Linked DNA regions of Rattus norvegicus: region 2 is linked to region 1. A link is a contact called in public Hi-C data. All regions are on one chromosome and are shown on one strand. The core of a region is the stretch at or near the end of the contact, and the rest is flanking DNA. Distances in the headings are between cores, read along the strand shown.

Evidence for each region. Hi-C and Micro-C count contacts between places; a contact is called where the count stands out from the background.
Region 2: a Hi-C map of Schwann cells shows a contact between it and region 1, with 4 times the contacts expected there. The contact joins the promoter of Utrn here to the enhancer-like site in region 1. A contact is called at or near these places in 3 of 12 Hi-C or Micro-C datasets (Schwann cells, frontal cortex and mammary epithelial cells).

What each region holds. Positions count from the first base shown.
Region 1 is chr1:8,876,709-8,884,513 of GRCr8, reverse strand. It overlaps Utrn (utrophin), which reads left to right. Exons shown (of 75, transcript NM_013070.2): 20 at 3,153-3,394; 21 at 3,960-4,140; 22 at 6,608-6,753. Among named protein-coding and RNA genes, the nearest start is that of Utrn, 160 kb to the left of the region's middle. Within about 2 kb of position 5,378, at least 48 of the 93 cell types and tissues checked have an H3K27ac peak or open chromatin away from gene starts, as enhancers often do. A contact at or near this core is called in Schwann cells, where this site is marked.
Region 2 is chr1:9,041,029-9,048,639 of GRCr8, reverse strand. Utrn (utrophin) reads left to right here and starts at 4,153. Exons shown (of 75, transcript NM_013070.2): 1 at 4,153-4,251.

The DNA of each region.
Region 1 (7,805 bases), core at 4,129-6,628:
CTGCCTCTTTTGAGGTTTAGCCCACCAGGACTGCTCAGTTCTGTGTTTCCTCTTCTCTCTTTCTAAACCCAGTTCCCCCTTTCCCTCCAACTTCTCCCATACATACTAGAGAGAGCATCCAAGGCTTCACACACACACACAAGCGGTCTTTTCTAAAGCTGTCCAGTAGCCGGTCCCCACCACGGCTCCCCCACTGCTGGTCTGGTTCAGGGCAGCCTGCTTTGCCCTCTGGCTGACACTGCTGCGGTCTCTGTTGCTTCTGTCTTTCTAGCACTTCCACAGCTCATCCAACTGACAGTAGGCCAGAAAAGACCACACCAGAAAAGCCTTTTCTGGATCTAACGTTCCAATCCAGGGAGGGTATAAGAGTGTATTTTCCAGCCAGTTCACCAAGTGAGCCGAACAGTCGTCTCAGGTAGCCAGAGAAAGGGTGATTGTATCAATTGCAGCAAACCTCAAAAATAAAGTTTCTGTTTATTAGTTACAAATGTAACTTGTCCTGTGTGCAGCAATCACCTTAATGCCTGGAGACCACCGAGGCAAGCACTCCTGCTCTGATGTGGGTGGAAATGGGTGTGGTGTCATCCAGTATTTGCTAGTGTTCAAACGCTCTGGTCGGTGCTGCACTTAGGAGCTGGGTCTGTGCTGTAGCCTTGACTGTCATGTGCTTCCCCTAAGGCACCTGTGGGGCCATTCCAAGTGGTTGAGGCCAGCTTAAGGGCAGCCTTCTTGGCTATTTTACTGACAGGCCTCTTGCTTACAGCAGTAAGGAGACTCCAGGAACATCATGTTGGGAGTTAGGTCACCCCTTCTCTCACCTTTTTATGTATTGGGGAAAAATGGACAACACAAGGAATGCTTACAATAGAGCTTACTAACACTCATGTCAGTTTTTAATGGTAGTTAATGGCTCTTCACGTAGCATTCCACTCCTGCCCAGGGAGGGGTGGAACCCACTCGCCTGCCTTTGTAAGTGTTCTATATCTGTTTCTGCCCTTGATCAAAGCTATAAACAACCAAGGCACAATGTGGCAGGTTAGTTAGACCAACCAAATCTTTAATCTGGTAGTTTTAAATCTAACTTTGTGTGTGTGTGTGTGTGTGTGTGTGTGTGTGTGTGTGTGTATTGCAATTATTGCCTTTGGAATACATTTTTCTTTATGATTTATTTTATGTGTCTAAGTATTTGCCAGCAGGTATTTGGCCATGCCAAAGCACCATCTGCATGCCCGTGGTTCACATAGTTGTTAAGGAAAACTGTGCTTTTTTTCTTGTCCATGACTCTGTGAACAGTGATGCTGGCACACAGACTGTGGTGTGAATGCCTTGCACACAGACTGTGGTGCCTTGCTAAGGTTTAATGACCTCTTAGCATTTTGCTGGGGGGGGGGGTGGTTGCTCACTTCAACAGCTGATGTGGGTGGTGCCTCTCAATCACAGCCTGCATGCTTGTCTCTCTGATTCCTAGGGGGGATGTAGTGCGACACAAAACCTTCTGAATTTGTACTGTTGGTGAAATGGGTGGGTTCTTGCTCTCCATGACATTTTCCTTTCAAGCTGAGTCCCCGCTCCTGTGGATCTTGATCATATATGTCAACAGAGATGGCCCCTTTCAGCTGCACTCCTACTTGCATCCCGAAGGAATCGAGTCTCTCCTTTCAGCACGAATGTCTGCCTCATAGATTCGGTTGCCGTAGTACAATCTAAGCTTACAAATGAGTGAGACTCAGACTATGGTGATTTTATTTGGCTTTGACAATTGCCGAGGTGGGAGGCAACCCCTAATCTGCTTTTCTGATTGCTGGCCTGGCTACCTCCCCAGCAGTGTACCCCAGATACTTGCTGTTTCTCCTGGGCATGGTCTCGTGGTCCACCTCCCCTCATGGCCCCTTGTCCTGTCTCCCCCTCGTTCTTTCAGTTTTCCCGTGCTCAACCAGGTAACTTAAAAACCTGCCTACCTTTGATCTCTCCAGTAAGTGGCTGTAGCCATTTTTATTTAACCAATAGTTTTAAATTAAGGAACAAGGTTTGTACACAAAAGCTGGTAATTCACCGATAGGCCTAGACCTTCTGGTACAGAATTTAGCAACGCAGTCCGTAGCAACAGACCAGACCTCAATAGGTTTCCACTTCCCTGTACCTCCTCACACTCATTTAAAAAATGATTTAATGATATTTTATAGCACTGAGAAGAATGTGGAAAGACGTGTTGTTATAGATATTTTTTTCATCATTTCTAAAAGCATTGCGTACCTTTCTAAAATCTGGGGGGGGGGGTAATGTAAGATTCTTAGTGGCTGGAGAGATGGCCCAGTGGGTAACGGTTTTTGCCACCAGACCTAATGACTTAGATCCTTCCCTGGGATCCGCATGGTGGAAAGAGAGAACCAATTTTAGCGGTTTGCCCTCTGACCTCCACGTGCAGACCGTGGCATATGGCAGCCCCCAATGCAGGATAAGTAAATAAATATAAGAGCTTATAAGATGAACATAATCTAATGGCATTTCTGAGGTGTATATATAATAGCTACTGCCATGATTATTTTGGCATTGTTTGTATTTACTTATTTTGTTCAGAGTACTTTATAAGCTTCTCGATGCTTCGTGAGCCTGGCACCTGGCTTACTGTTCCTACATGTACCCATTTGCTTGCAGGCAAGGGGACTCTTGCACCTTTTGTCACCCTAGACTCGAGCCAGCTCTGAGTTTTGCTAGCCGCTTGCTTCGATTTCCTATGGCAGAAGGCGTGTTCTCTGACGTCAACACTCTGCACAAATTCAGGCATCTGAGTTGATTTGCCTGCACCAGATTATAAACCAGCAGAGTGTTACCGTGTCAAGGGTGGAAACATGGCGTACAGAAGAGGAACTGGCTGGTGCTTTGTAGATGTATCTTGTGAGATGGCCACCTCATCCCTGAATTGTTAGTGTTCCCGATTCCCCTTAGGTCAAGGGGTTAAAGCATACCCAGTTATTAGCAAGCACATCATGATGATTTTTAGTTGCGTTAGAAGGGACCTAAGGGTATGACCGTTGCATGTGACATTGCCTCATCTTCTGCTATGGTAGATGTCTACGGCCAACTCTAAACAATTTTGGTATTGCTATGTGAAGTGTCTGCTTTGATGCACTTAGACCTTTTTGTTTCTGTAGAAGGCCTTTTGGCTGAAGAAATAAACGACGTTCTGGAAAGGGTTTTGTTGGAGTGGAAGATGATCTCTCAGCAGCTGGAAGATCTGGGAAGGAAGATCCAGCTGCAGGAGGATATAAATGCTTATTTTAGGCAGCTCGATGCTCTCGAAAAGACCATCAGGGCGAAGGAAGAGTGGCTGAGGGATGCATCCTTTTCTGAATCACCCCAGCGGTCTTTGCCAAGCTTAAAGGATTCCTGCCAGGTAGGATGAGAAATGGTTGGACTATAGGACTATAGAGCCTTTGTGGGCTGAGTCTCATGTATAAATAGGAGATGTCATCCTGTGTGTGATGAATGATGTGTGTGTGTGTGTGTGTGTGTGTGTGTGTGTGTGTGTGTCTACTCATGGATGCCAGAAGAGGTCAATCTCATAGATGCCGTAAGAGGTCAGAAGAGGACATTACCCTTCACACTCTACTCTGTTCCTTTGAGACATGGCCTCTCGCTGAACCTGGAGCCTGATGTCTAATAAGTTCCAGATATCCTCCTGTCTCTGCCCTCCCATAACATCAGGGTGTGGCAATACCCACATTTTTACATGGGTGCTGGCATCCATTTTTGCACAGCGAGGGCTCTGCCCCACTGAGCCGTGTCTGTAGCCCAAGAAGCTGTATCTCGTGAAGGCAAAGGTCCTATAGTCTGAGGAGAAAGTGGAGAGTCGGTGAACGTGGATCTTGTGTCATGGGCATTGTGTGCATTTTCTTCAGAGCTCTTCATGGGGGCACTCATCTTCAAGGAGTGAAGTGACTGTGTTTTCTCTTCCTCAGAGGGAACTGACAGACCTCCTTGGCCTTCACCCCAGAATTGAGATACTGTGTGCAAGCTGTTCAGCCCTGAGGTCTCAGCCCTCTGTCCCAGGTTTTGTCCAGCAGGGTTTTGATGACCTTCGACGTCACTACCAGGCTGTGCAGAAGGCTTTAGAGGAATACCAACAACAGCTAGAAAATGGTAAATATGGGCTCTCTGCTGCAGCCACTTCTCTCTGCCTGTCTCCGACTCTTGTTTCTGTCTCTGTCTCTCCATCCCTCTCTCCTCTCGATTTGCCTTAATCCAAAAATTACTCCCATCTGAGTTTCATCCCGGCTTCAAGCTGTCTTCCTCTGTACCCCTGTGGCTTTGTGGCTTGACATCTTATAATATATTCAGACTTGGCCAGGTGGTGGTAGCACACGTCTTTAATTCCAGCACTTGCGAGGCAGGGGCAGGAGCGGAGGCAGAGGGATAGGCAATCTGAGGTGGAGGTCGGGCTGGCCTAAAGAGTGAGTTGTAGGCGAGCCAGAGCTACACAGAGAAACCCTGTGTGAACAACAAGGAGTGAAGTGACTGTATTTTCAAGACCCCCCTCCCCATACCCCCCTCCCCAAACCCCCCTCCCCTCCAAAAAAAACCAAGTCAACTTGACATGCTCTAAAATTGTGTAAGTAGGATGTAATGACTTCTGGAAGATTCTTGTTTTCCTTTTGTGGCGATGGGTTGAACCCCAGTGCTTCATGCTTGCCAGGCACGTGGTTTGCATTCCCTCCCATATGGAGAATTTTATGGGAGAAGCAACTTTGCTCGGATCAAACAAAAACATCACCGGTTTCTGCTTGCTCCCAGTGGTTAAGGTTTCAGTAGCCCCACTCCATCCTTGAAAAGAAACCCTTTTGCTCTCCCGGAATTTGAACAAAGTTGAACAAGTTGGAATGGCAGAAGTTGGAATGAAGCTGGCTGGGGTAGCCGGATTTGGAACGCTTGTGTGTGCCTTCTCTTCAGCTGCTGCACTAAGTTGTTATGTGCCGTGCGCACTCCGTGCCGCGTGTACTCGGTGCCGTGTGCACTCGGTGCGGTGACTGTGACCTCCAGCACTGGTAACTCCTGCACATTATGCACAGGCGTTAGGAAGGTGTGCGTGTTAGACAAAGGCATCACATTACTTTTCTTTTGACTGTGCATTTGGGCTTCATGCATTTTGCTCACAGAAACCTGTTAACTTACAGTGTGACGTAAAAACCAGAGAAGATGCCTGTTGGGGTAAAAATGAAAGAGGATTGTTTGCTACCAGTTCCTGCGAGCCGAATCGGCTTACTCTGGCTGCTACTTTGCCATGTGGTCCGCAAGACGCCCTCTCCTGGCTGTCTCCCTTTCAGCCGCCCTCTCCGCGCCTGGTCCCCTTGGGGATAGTTACCACCTCTGGCGCGCGCACACGCATACGCACGTGCACACACACTCGCGCGCTCACGGGCACACACACGCATATACATGCCCGCGCCCACACACGCGCGCCCACACGCGCGCGCACCCACGCACGCGCACACAGACGCACCTACGCGCGCGCGCAAACACGCAAACACACGCGCGCACACACGCACGCATGCACGCACGCACACATACCGCGCGCACACGCACACACGCGCGCGCGCGCACGCACGCACGCACGCACGCACGCACCTCATTCCGTGGACCCAGCGCGTTCTCATTCTGCACAGGCAACAGAACCAGATCCGCATGTTCCAACTGCCCCTCAGCCATTTCTTTCACACGCTGTTCTCTTTAGCCGGGTAAAAATCGAAGTTCCAGAAACTTATAATTTAGCAATTAGATTTACATGTTAAATTCTCAAGCCACAATTCATCCATACAATAAATCCACTGCCAGTTGATAAAGACAAGATAAAATCCATCTAAATCTGAACCATCTTCCTCCGTAGACTCCATCTTGATCTCTCCCCTTCCTCCTCTCTCCTGCTGTCCAATCATGTAGCGCCATGACTTCAACCTACAGATGCATCTCCCGGCTGGGCTGACCCGTGCAAGCAAAGCTTTTCGTTTTGACAAGGACCAGGAGGAGGCGGTTGAACTTACGCTGCTAATTACTTTCACCTCTTGGTGCTTCTCATTCAACTCACTTCCTCTTCTGTACAAATGCTGATTGTTTGAGATTTTTCCAGAGGCACAGAGGGATCCGCTGTGGTAGCTGGCGGTTTCCAATCACCCCTGTTTCTCAGGGTCTTAGGGTTCCCATACAGTTTGTGTACACTCGTGGGATTTCAGGAAGGCTAGTGGAGGGGTCTTTGCGTCCTTTTATTCTTTGTTGTAGCTTTTTTGGGGAAGGAGAGGGTGTGTGAGACAGAAGGAACGTTGTCCTTCAAGTTTCATGGAGACATTTTCATCATGATCAAGTGAAGAAAAATGCTAGCGAGTTAATATTTCGAACACCAGCCTCCGGGGGAATGAAGCCTCGGTCTGTCTGTTTGAAATGCCAGAGAGATGGCCGACCTTGTTAGCCGATAGAGAGCCTTTTCATTTGTAATCAGGGGTCTAATTTATTATCTGTTGGAGTCTGCTTATTATATACAGAAGATTAATGGTGCAGACGATAACAGTGGTAGGGTCCTAGTGTTGTTTTCCCTCAGTAAGCATGTTTCAATTGTCAGAGCTGAAGAGCCAGCCTGAACCTGCGTATTTGGACACACTGAACACTCTGAAAAAAATGCTAAGCGAGTCAGAAAAAGCAGCCCAGGCCTCTCTGAGTGCCCTGAACGATCCCTCAGCGGTGGAGCAGGCCCTGCAGGAGAAAAAGGTAAGCTGTCTCTGGGAGCGCAGACCCTTTCTGAGAGTTGGTGTTAATGTATTTGAAGTGTTCTTTTCAGTGATTTAAAAAAAAAAAGGTCATTTTTTAATTTCTTTAAAGATTGTTAAAACGTTGCTTCAAAAATAACAGATTAAATAGAATTTATTTTGTTGTTTTGTTTATTATTGTTCATTATTGGCATTATTGTGGAGGTGGGTGTGTGCTGTCCCGAGGATGACTTTGGGAACTTTGTTTTCTCCTCCACTATGAATTCCAGGGTTGGAGTTCACTCTGTCTTTAGCCTTGTGCGGTTGCCATCTTCCTCTGTTGAGCCAGGCCTACGAAGATACATTATTAAGTGGTACCAGGAAAAATGTCTTTTTTTTTTTTTTTATCATTCACATAACATTCTAAACCTGTTCCTAATTTACCAGATATATCTCCCAAAATGGCATGAGGTGTATTAAGTGAACTAATTTCTTTTTTTTTTAAAGTCTATTTATTATATTTACAAGTACACTGTAGCTGTTTTCAGACTCGCCAGAAGAGGGCATCAGATCTCATTACAGATGGTTGTGAGCCACCATGTGGTTGCTGGGAATTGAACTCAGGACCTCTGGAAGAATAGTCAGGGCTCTTAACGATGAGCCACTTCTCCCTCCATTCCTTCCCTCCTTCCCTCCCTCCCTCCCTTCCCTCCCTTCCCTCCCTTCCTCCCTCCCTCCCTCCCTTCCCTTCCTCCCTCCCTCCCCCCCCTTCCTCCCTCCCCCCTCTTTCTTTCTTTCTTTCTTTCTTTCTTTCTTTCTTTCTTTCTTTCTTTCTTTCTTTCTTTCTTTCGAGACAGAGTTTTACTGTAGTGCAGGCTGGCTTAGAACTGACAGCAGTCCCCCTGCCTCTGCCCTCCGAGTGCTGGGAGCCACATAAATTATTTTGACTAAATCACTCTCCTGCTTCTTTATTCCAGTGGCCTAAAGGCTCTATACCAGTGGTTTTCAACCCTCCCAATGCTGTGGCCGTTTAATACAGTTCCTCATGTTGTGGTGACCCCTAACCATAAAATT
Region 2 (7,611 bases), core at 2,904-5,403, 170 kb before region 1:
TAATTATTCTTCGGGTTAATAGTGAGCCAAGGGGCGTGTTCCTATCACTGTCTTCACATGCTCCATAGTGACCTTTCCAGCAGCCACTGAGGGCAGAAGCTTCTGTTGTCACAGGTCACTGACTGCCCAGCATGCATTGCGGGTGGCCTGCTGGTTACAGAGCATCAATGGTTCCCCATACCTCCTGGAGATTGGTGTCCACCATCCTTCAAAGTGAAGCTGGACTGTGAAGATCTCACGGTGACCGCTCTTAGGGAGACAGACCTCTGTAGTCTTAGTCTCCTGCCAGATGTGGTTTTTCTCTCCGAACAAAGGACAGGATCAGCTTGGGAATTCTTGGCCACTGCCAAGCTTTGTTTTTTGTTTTCTGTTTTTTTCTTTTCCCTCCTCTTTGACCCACACATATGTTTGCTTAGGTTGCCAGGTATCTTCTGTCAGTCACTGAGGTTGATGCCTCAAACTTGCTATATGGTGAAGCTTGTTCTCTCTCTCTCTCTCTCTCTCTCTCTCTCTCTCTCTCTCTCTCTCCTCTGTGTAGCCCTGGCTGTCCTGGAACTCCCTCTGTAGACCAGGCTAGCCTTGAACTCAGAGATCCACCTGCATCTGCCTCCCAAGTACTGGTATGGTACTACCACAATCTGACTTATTTCATTTTTTACTAGTGTGTGTGTGTGTGTGTGTGTGTGGTGTATCAGAAAAGGATGCTGTATCCCCCAGAGCTAGAGTTAAAGGTGGTTGTAAGCCGCCTAATATGGGTGTTGAGAACCAAAGTCAGGTCCTCTGTCAGAGCAGCAAGCAGTTTTAATCGCTGATTCATCTTTCGAGACCACAGATCATTTCAGAAGGAATAGCTTGACATTTCTACCAACTCTACCAGTATTACAGTTCACATGGGGAGTGCCTATGAGAAGACTCCTTGTTTTGGAGGCTCAGTCCTTAACTAATAGATCCAGTCAACTGCTGAAGGGCAATTGCTTTATGAAGCCTGCGACCTAATACATGGGTTAAGTCACTCGGTGAATGTGTAATTCAATGGTGGCCGGGCTACATGGAGACAGTAAGTTAGTGGAGTCGGCTCTTGTTCTGGGCCTCCTTCTGGCTGGCTTTCTGCTTGCTGACAGCCACGAGGTGTGCACACTCTGCCACAGGCTCTGCTACCACAATGTTCTTTCTGGCCTTGCCTTAGGCTGGAAGCAATGGATCCAGCCAGCCTCAGCCTGCATCCGCTGCTACCGAGAGCTAACATGAGTCTTTCCCGTCAGTCACAGTGACGGTAATCTATACCACACACTTGATCTGAAATCAGGAATCTTGAATGTTCTTGCTTGCACGTCTTATCTCACCTAAATGAATCCTACATTCTTCTAGGGCGAGATCTATGTTGGCTTTCTATGTATCGTTGGCCACAGCAAGCCTCGTACCGATGCTGGCTAATGGGAGGAGTGGAAGTGGACGAGAAAGTCAATCAGTTCCTACTAGGTGATTAGATTCTCTTCGGCTTGTATGGAGAGCATCCTCCAAGGTGAAGTTAAGTCAGACTTTATAAAGAAGTCTCTTCTGTCTCAGCCCTCAGTACTCGAGACCCCAGAGGTTTTCAACTGGTGATTAACACGAGGCTAGTGAATTATTTTCACTGGCTCATAAATTAACCCTCCAGGATTAAGGAAGCACATATAACACAGATTTCATTTAGTCCAAGATAGGTCTTGGCTAACCCTGTAAACTTGCAACAAGTTTTGCAAACAGATGTAAGTTTGCTTGAAAAAAAAAAAGAAAATAAATAAATAAATAAAGAAAGAAAGAAAGAAAGAAAAAGAAAGAAAGAAAGGAAGGAAGGAAGAAAGAGAGAAAGAAGAGAAGGAAGGAAGGAAGGTTTGGCAGATGGTGCCACTGGTAAGGCCCCTGATGAATATTAAAGTCTGAAGATTTGAGTCTGAACCCTGGATTCCTCATAAAGGTGTAAAGTGAGTGAGAACTGTCTCGACAAAGTTGTCCTCTGACTTCATGTGTGCACTGTCACCAGCACCCCAACACCATACATCATGTACACACACACACACACACTCCTACACACACACTCATACACACACATTCATACACTCTCTCACACACATTCACTCTCACACACACATTCACACACTCATACACACACTCATACACACACTCATACACACACTCATATACACACTCACTCATATACACACACACACATTCACACACACACTCATACACACACATTCACATTCTCACACACTCATACACACACTCGTATACACACTCATATACACACTCACATACACTCATACATACACTCATACATACACATTCACACTCACACACACATTCACTCTCTCTCACACACACTCATACACACACACTCACACACTCATACACACACACTCATACAAACGCATTCACACACTCTCACACATACACTCATACACACACACTCGTATACACACTCACTCATATACACACTCACATACACATTCATACATACACTCATACACACACATTCACACTCACACAAACATTCACTCTCACACACATTCACTCTCTCTCACACACATTCACTCTCTCACACACACACTCATACACACACTCATACACACACACTCATACAAACACATTCACACACACTCTCACACACACTCTAACACACACACTCATATACACACTCACTCATATACACACTCACACACTCACACCCATGCACTCACACCCACACACTCATGCACACACACTCACACACTCTCACACACATTCACACACTCTCACACACACATTCACACACTCTCACACATATATTCACACTCTCTCAGACACACATACATTCATACACTCATACCCATGCACTCACACTCACACCCACACACTCATGCACACACATACTCACACACTCATATACACACTAACACACACTCACACCCACGCACTCACATGCACTCACACTCACTCACACCCACACACTCACACCCACACACTCATGCACAGAGAGAGAGAGAGAGAGAGAGAGAGAGAGAGAGAGAGAGAGAAATTTAAAGGTTAGCACCGACGTTATTTGTGTATATGCACATATAAGGACACTTGGGGTTGTTTAAACAGCATTTAAAAAAGATGCTAAGAAAATTGTATAAAATAAATATACCCTTGGATTTAGAACCGCAAACTCAACAACCTCAGTAAACAGAAATGGGATGAGTTGGCCAGCAGGTCGAGATTTATTTAAAATAAAAACTAAAAGAAAAAAAAAAAAAAGCACTCGGTTAACAGACACCTAGTGTGCCTAGGGGGGCGTGACACCCATTTTCGGACAATTTGAATAAAAGGCACGGTGCGTGCGCATGGTGCCTACTCCAGCTTCTGCCTTCCAGCATGCACGACTGGTTCCGGGATTCCCGCACCGCGCACCGCACGGAGCGGGCGGCTGCGGCTGGGAGGGCGCTTAGGGCTAGTGCTGATTGACCGGGCGCGCGGTCAGGTGACCCGAGGCGCCACGTTCCGGGAGCCCGGCTCCCAGTGGCTTCCCAGGCCCGGGCAGGGCCGAACCCGGAGCCTAGGGGGACAGGTCTCTCCCGGAGAACAAAGTTGCTGGGCCGGGGCCCCGAGCCCGGGGCGCGCGAGCGGCTAGGCGTCTGATCCGACCCGTGGGATCCACGGCTCCGAGGCTGGGCGGTCCGTGCTGAGAGAAGCGAGCTCCTTCCCGGGTGGCGGGCCGACCCAGCAGCGCCCCACCCTCGCTCTCCAACAAAGGGGCAGGCGGCGGCCGGGGGAGGACCAGGAGGAGGAGCCGGAGCAGCGAGCAGCTCTCGCGCACAAAGTTGTGGAGTCGTCCTTCCCCGGAGGAGGGGAGCGGGCAGCGCCGGGCGCGGGATTTCTCCCGCCCAGGGCCGAGGAGGAACCTTGGGCTCCCTCAGCGGATCCGGCGACCTCCGGGAGAGGCGTCCCTTTTCTTTGGGGTCATTCCTGTAGAGGGAAAACTCCAGCGTGCGCCTGCCCCCCGGGCTAGCGTTTGGACTGTTTTGTTTTTGGCGGAACTACCGGGCAGGAAGATTGCACAAGTCAGGGGGCGTTTCCAATCGGGTGTCAATTTTGGATCCCCCCACCCCCTTTGGATTTTGTCGGGCTTTCCACGTTTCATTAAAAAAAAAAAAAAAAGGAAAACCAAAATTCTCCTAAGGTCCAACGCAAGCTCCCCACTACCCGAACACGCCCAGAGGAACCCTGGGGCCTCTGGGACTTGGTTAGCAGGTAAGCCCATGCATTATTGAAGCTTCGGGCTGGGTAATGTGACCGCAGTCCCGGAGGGAACGGGGCGGGGGCTGAAAGGAAAGGAGGTGGGTCCTTTCTGCAGTTCCACCGCCTGGGTCCCGAAGTAGCTGTTGCCAACTTCTGCACTTTCCCTGGAAGCTCTGCGTCTTCTGACTGGGCGGGAGAGAGCTGGGATGAGAAGGTGGGAATCTGTACTGGTCGCCAAGGTCTCAAATTCCTAGGTCTAGTTTAGCGCTGTTGTCTTGTCCCTCCCTTGAGAGGAGAGGGTGCTGTCGCCTGTCTGTTTATCGCCCCAAGCAGGGCAGCAGGACTAGCGATCTTCAAGAGGGGACGTGGCCTCTTTGGAGAGCTTGTCACACACCTCCGGTTCCCGGGAAGGCGGGGCCCGGGCGGTGTCCCGGAGGAGAGGGTGGGGAGGGCGGCTGTATAGTGGGAGGGTTGGGGAGCGCTTTCTAGCCGGCCTCCAGGCTGGGGGCGTGCTCGACCTCTCGGTAGTTGCCGTTCCTCAGGGTGGGGCCCCAGTGTGGCGAGGTGGCCAGCTCCCTGCCTGCAGCTCTGGAGAGACTGAGGGGTTAGGGATATCTCATTGGTGCGCAGTCCCGCGCGGCTGCCTGCTTTTCCGGACTCTTGGCATCCCTCACTGCAACTGACAAGGTAATTCTTGCCCCTCTTTGGCCTGGGTCTGAGGCTTTGCTTGCCCAAGGCCACTTTAAAAGCCAACAAAGAGCTAATTGTAAGCTGTGCAACTTTTAGAAGGCACTTTGTTCAAAGAGACTTTTCAAGTCCCTAGATTCCGACCGTGCGGCGTTCCAGGGTTATTTCAAGGGGAGGAGAAAACGTGTGTTACTCTTCAGAGTCAGGGACCCGCCTTTTTTAAACCCCCAAATTGGAGATCCTGGGTGTAATTCCGGGCTCCACTCTTTGGAGTCACTGAGGTAGCATCCTTTATTCGTCTTGCCTTCAGATACCTGGGTCACCAGTATCTGGAGAGGTAGGCTCTCCATGCATTTGAGTGGGAGGGTTTGCCGCGGCCAGAGCGCACGAATTCCGGAAGAGATAGGATCTCCAGGGTGGCGCGGTAGCAGCCTCATCTATTCCGTTGGAACTTGCCCTGGGCCTCTGAAGTCAGGCTGGACCCGCGGGGGCTGGCTGCTGCTGGGCGCTGGGGACGCAGCCTGCAGATTACACTGGTGCCTGCCTGTAAGAACTGGAGGAATTTGAAGCTCGTGGGTCGTTCAGTCCCGAAGACAAGGCAGTGAGGGGCATAGGCCATTCCCGCTGAAGCGCCCCGCCCCCCACCAGCATTTATGAGACCTTCGAGATAGCTCTTTAACCAAAAATTTATTGCGCCCGTAAACAGCATTAATCACAGTGGCATTAACCTTTCCTGGAGCGCTTCTAGTGTGAATGAATGGCAGTTCTTGGCACTCAGCGGTCTCCTTTACAAGCAGAATGGCAAACTTGTTCCTCGGCTTCCCTCTCCAGCATTCCTAGCTTTTGACCACTTGTGAGTGACTAGTGTTTGCAGGACTTAGCTTTTCTTCACAGCTGCTTGATTGAATATTCCTTTATGATGACACCTTTTGAATGTTGCAGATTCTTGAACTTTTGCCTATAAAGCCACCAACCCTGGCGTTCTGTTTTGATATGACAGAGAAGCATCCACCCTGAAGAGCCTGTGCTGTGGTGCGCGTCAGTTTCTGTGGGGAAACTGAATGGCATCGGCTGTTATTTTTGAGAGGAGAGCAATTATGTATAGGGCTCCTGTCCAACCTCTGGGTCATTCACCTCTAGTTTCTCCCTTACCCCCGTGTGGAATGTGGCTCCTTCCATTCCACGGGCGTGGGTGGAAGTGGAGTCTCTTTGGGACACATCGTTACTAAGAAAATTTTGATTCTGTCCCCATGTAACTCTACCAGCAGTTACAGAGTTACAGTTGCCATAGCGTTTTATTTATGTTATTTTGAGAAAGGGTTTCGGGTTGGGGATTTAGCTCAGTGGTAGAGCGCTTGCCTAGCAAACGCAAGGCCCTGGGTTCGGTCCCCAGCTCAGAGAGAGAGAGAGAGAGAGAGAGAGAGAGAGGGAGAGAGAGAGAGGGAGAGAGAGAGAGAGAGAGAGAGAGAGAGGGAGAGAGAGAGAGAGAGAGAGAGAGAGGGTTTCACTATGTGGCTTAGGCTGGCTTTGAACTGGCACTCCTCTTGCTTCAGCCTCCGAAGTAGCTGGGGTTATAGGTGTGCACCACCACACCTGGTTTGCATCTGGAAGTTTGGAAGGAGGTAACCTTTAACTTTCCAACTCAACATGGAGCTCCTGGAACATTCGCGGCCACAAGAGTTGGTGGCTGGTAAATGTTTTAAAGGACCTTCTCTTAATGTGTTCGTCCTCATTCTTTTCCAGTTTATTGATTTTTTTTTTTTTTGGTCCTGCTATGTTTTTGCAGTGTAGTAGGAATTTGCATTATCAAGAAGAGAAGATTGGAAAAAATTATCCCAAGGAGAATGACAGAATCAAACATTATGATGAAGAAGCATTATTGGTCCTATGCAAATGAAACCTGTGTACAAGAGTTAACTTTCTCTCAAAATGAAATTGGCGGCATTGTGTGTGTGTGTGTGTGTGTGTGTGTGTATGTGTGAGCATGTGTGCCTTTTTAAAATATGGCTCTGTGGTTAAGAGAGAGTTCAGGTTCATTTTCTTATGTCCATTTCTGGCATCCTTGGGCACCAGGTATACACACGAGGTAGACATTCACATATAAATTGAAAAAAAATGCATTTTTAGATATTTATTTATTTATCGAGTGTGTGGTGATCAGGCTTAGCGGCAGGTCCCTTCCTAATAGAGAGGACACGTCTTTGAGGAGCCTAACTGTGGAGGTCCCTGGATAAAACCAGATGTGAAGTAGCACAATAGACCTGTCTTTCAAAGGGACCTCATTCCAGAAAAGAGACTTTTTCTTAGGCAACTGGATTCCCCATAATAGAATGTTTACATAATCTGTGGATAAGATTTTGGTTCTCTAATATATTAAAGATACACATAAAAGTTTAGCAAATCTTTTACACTTTCAAGATAGGAATATATTAGCTTTTGATTGTATTCTTTGTGGGGAGGTGTTCCCCATCCCCCAAGCCTCATGTAGCCCAGGCTGGCCTCAAACTCTCTGTACAGTAGAAGGTAGCTTTAAACTCTGGCTTCTCCAGCTGGAGTCACTGGTCCACTCCTGGTGGAAGCTGCTAGGCAAATGGCCAGGCTGCCAGGCTTCTTGCCTGGTTACTTTTGACTTTAATTTCATTTTTGTAGTTCTGGGGAGCAAACCTAGAACCATGCCTACCCTAG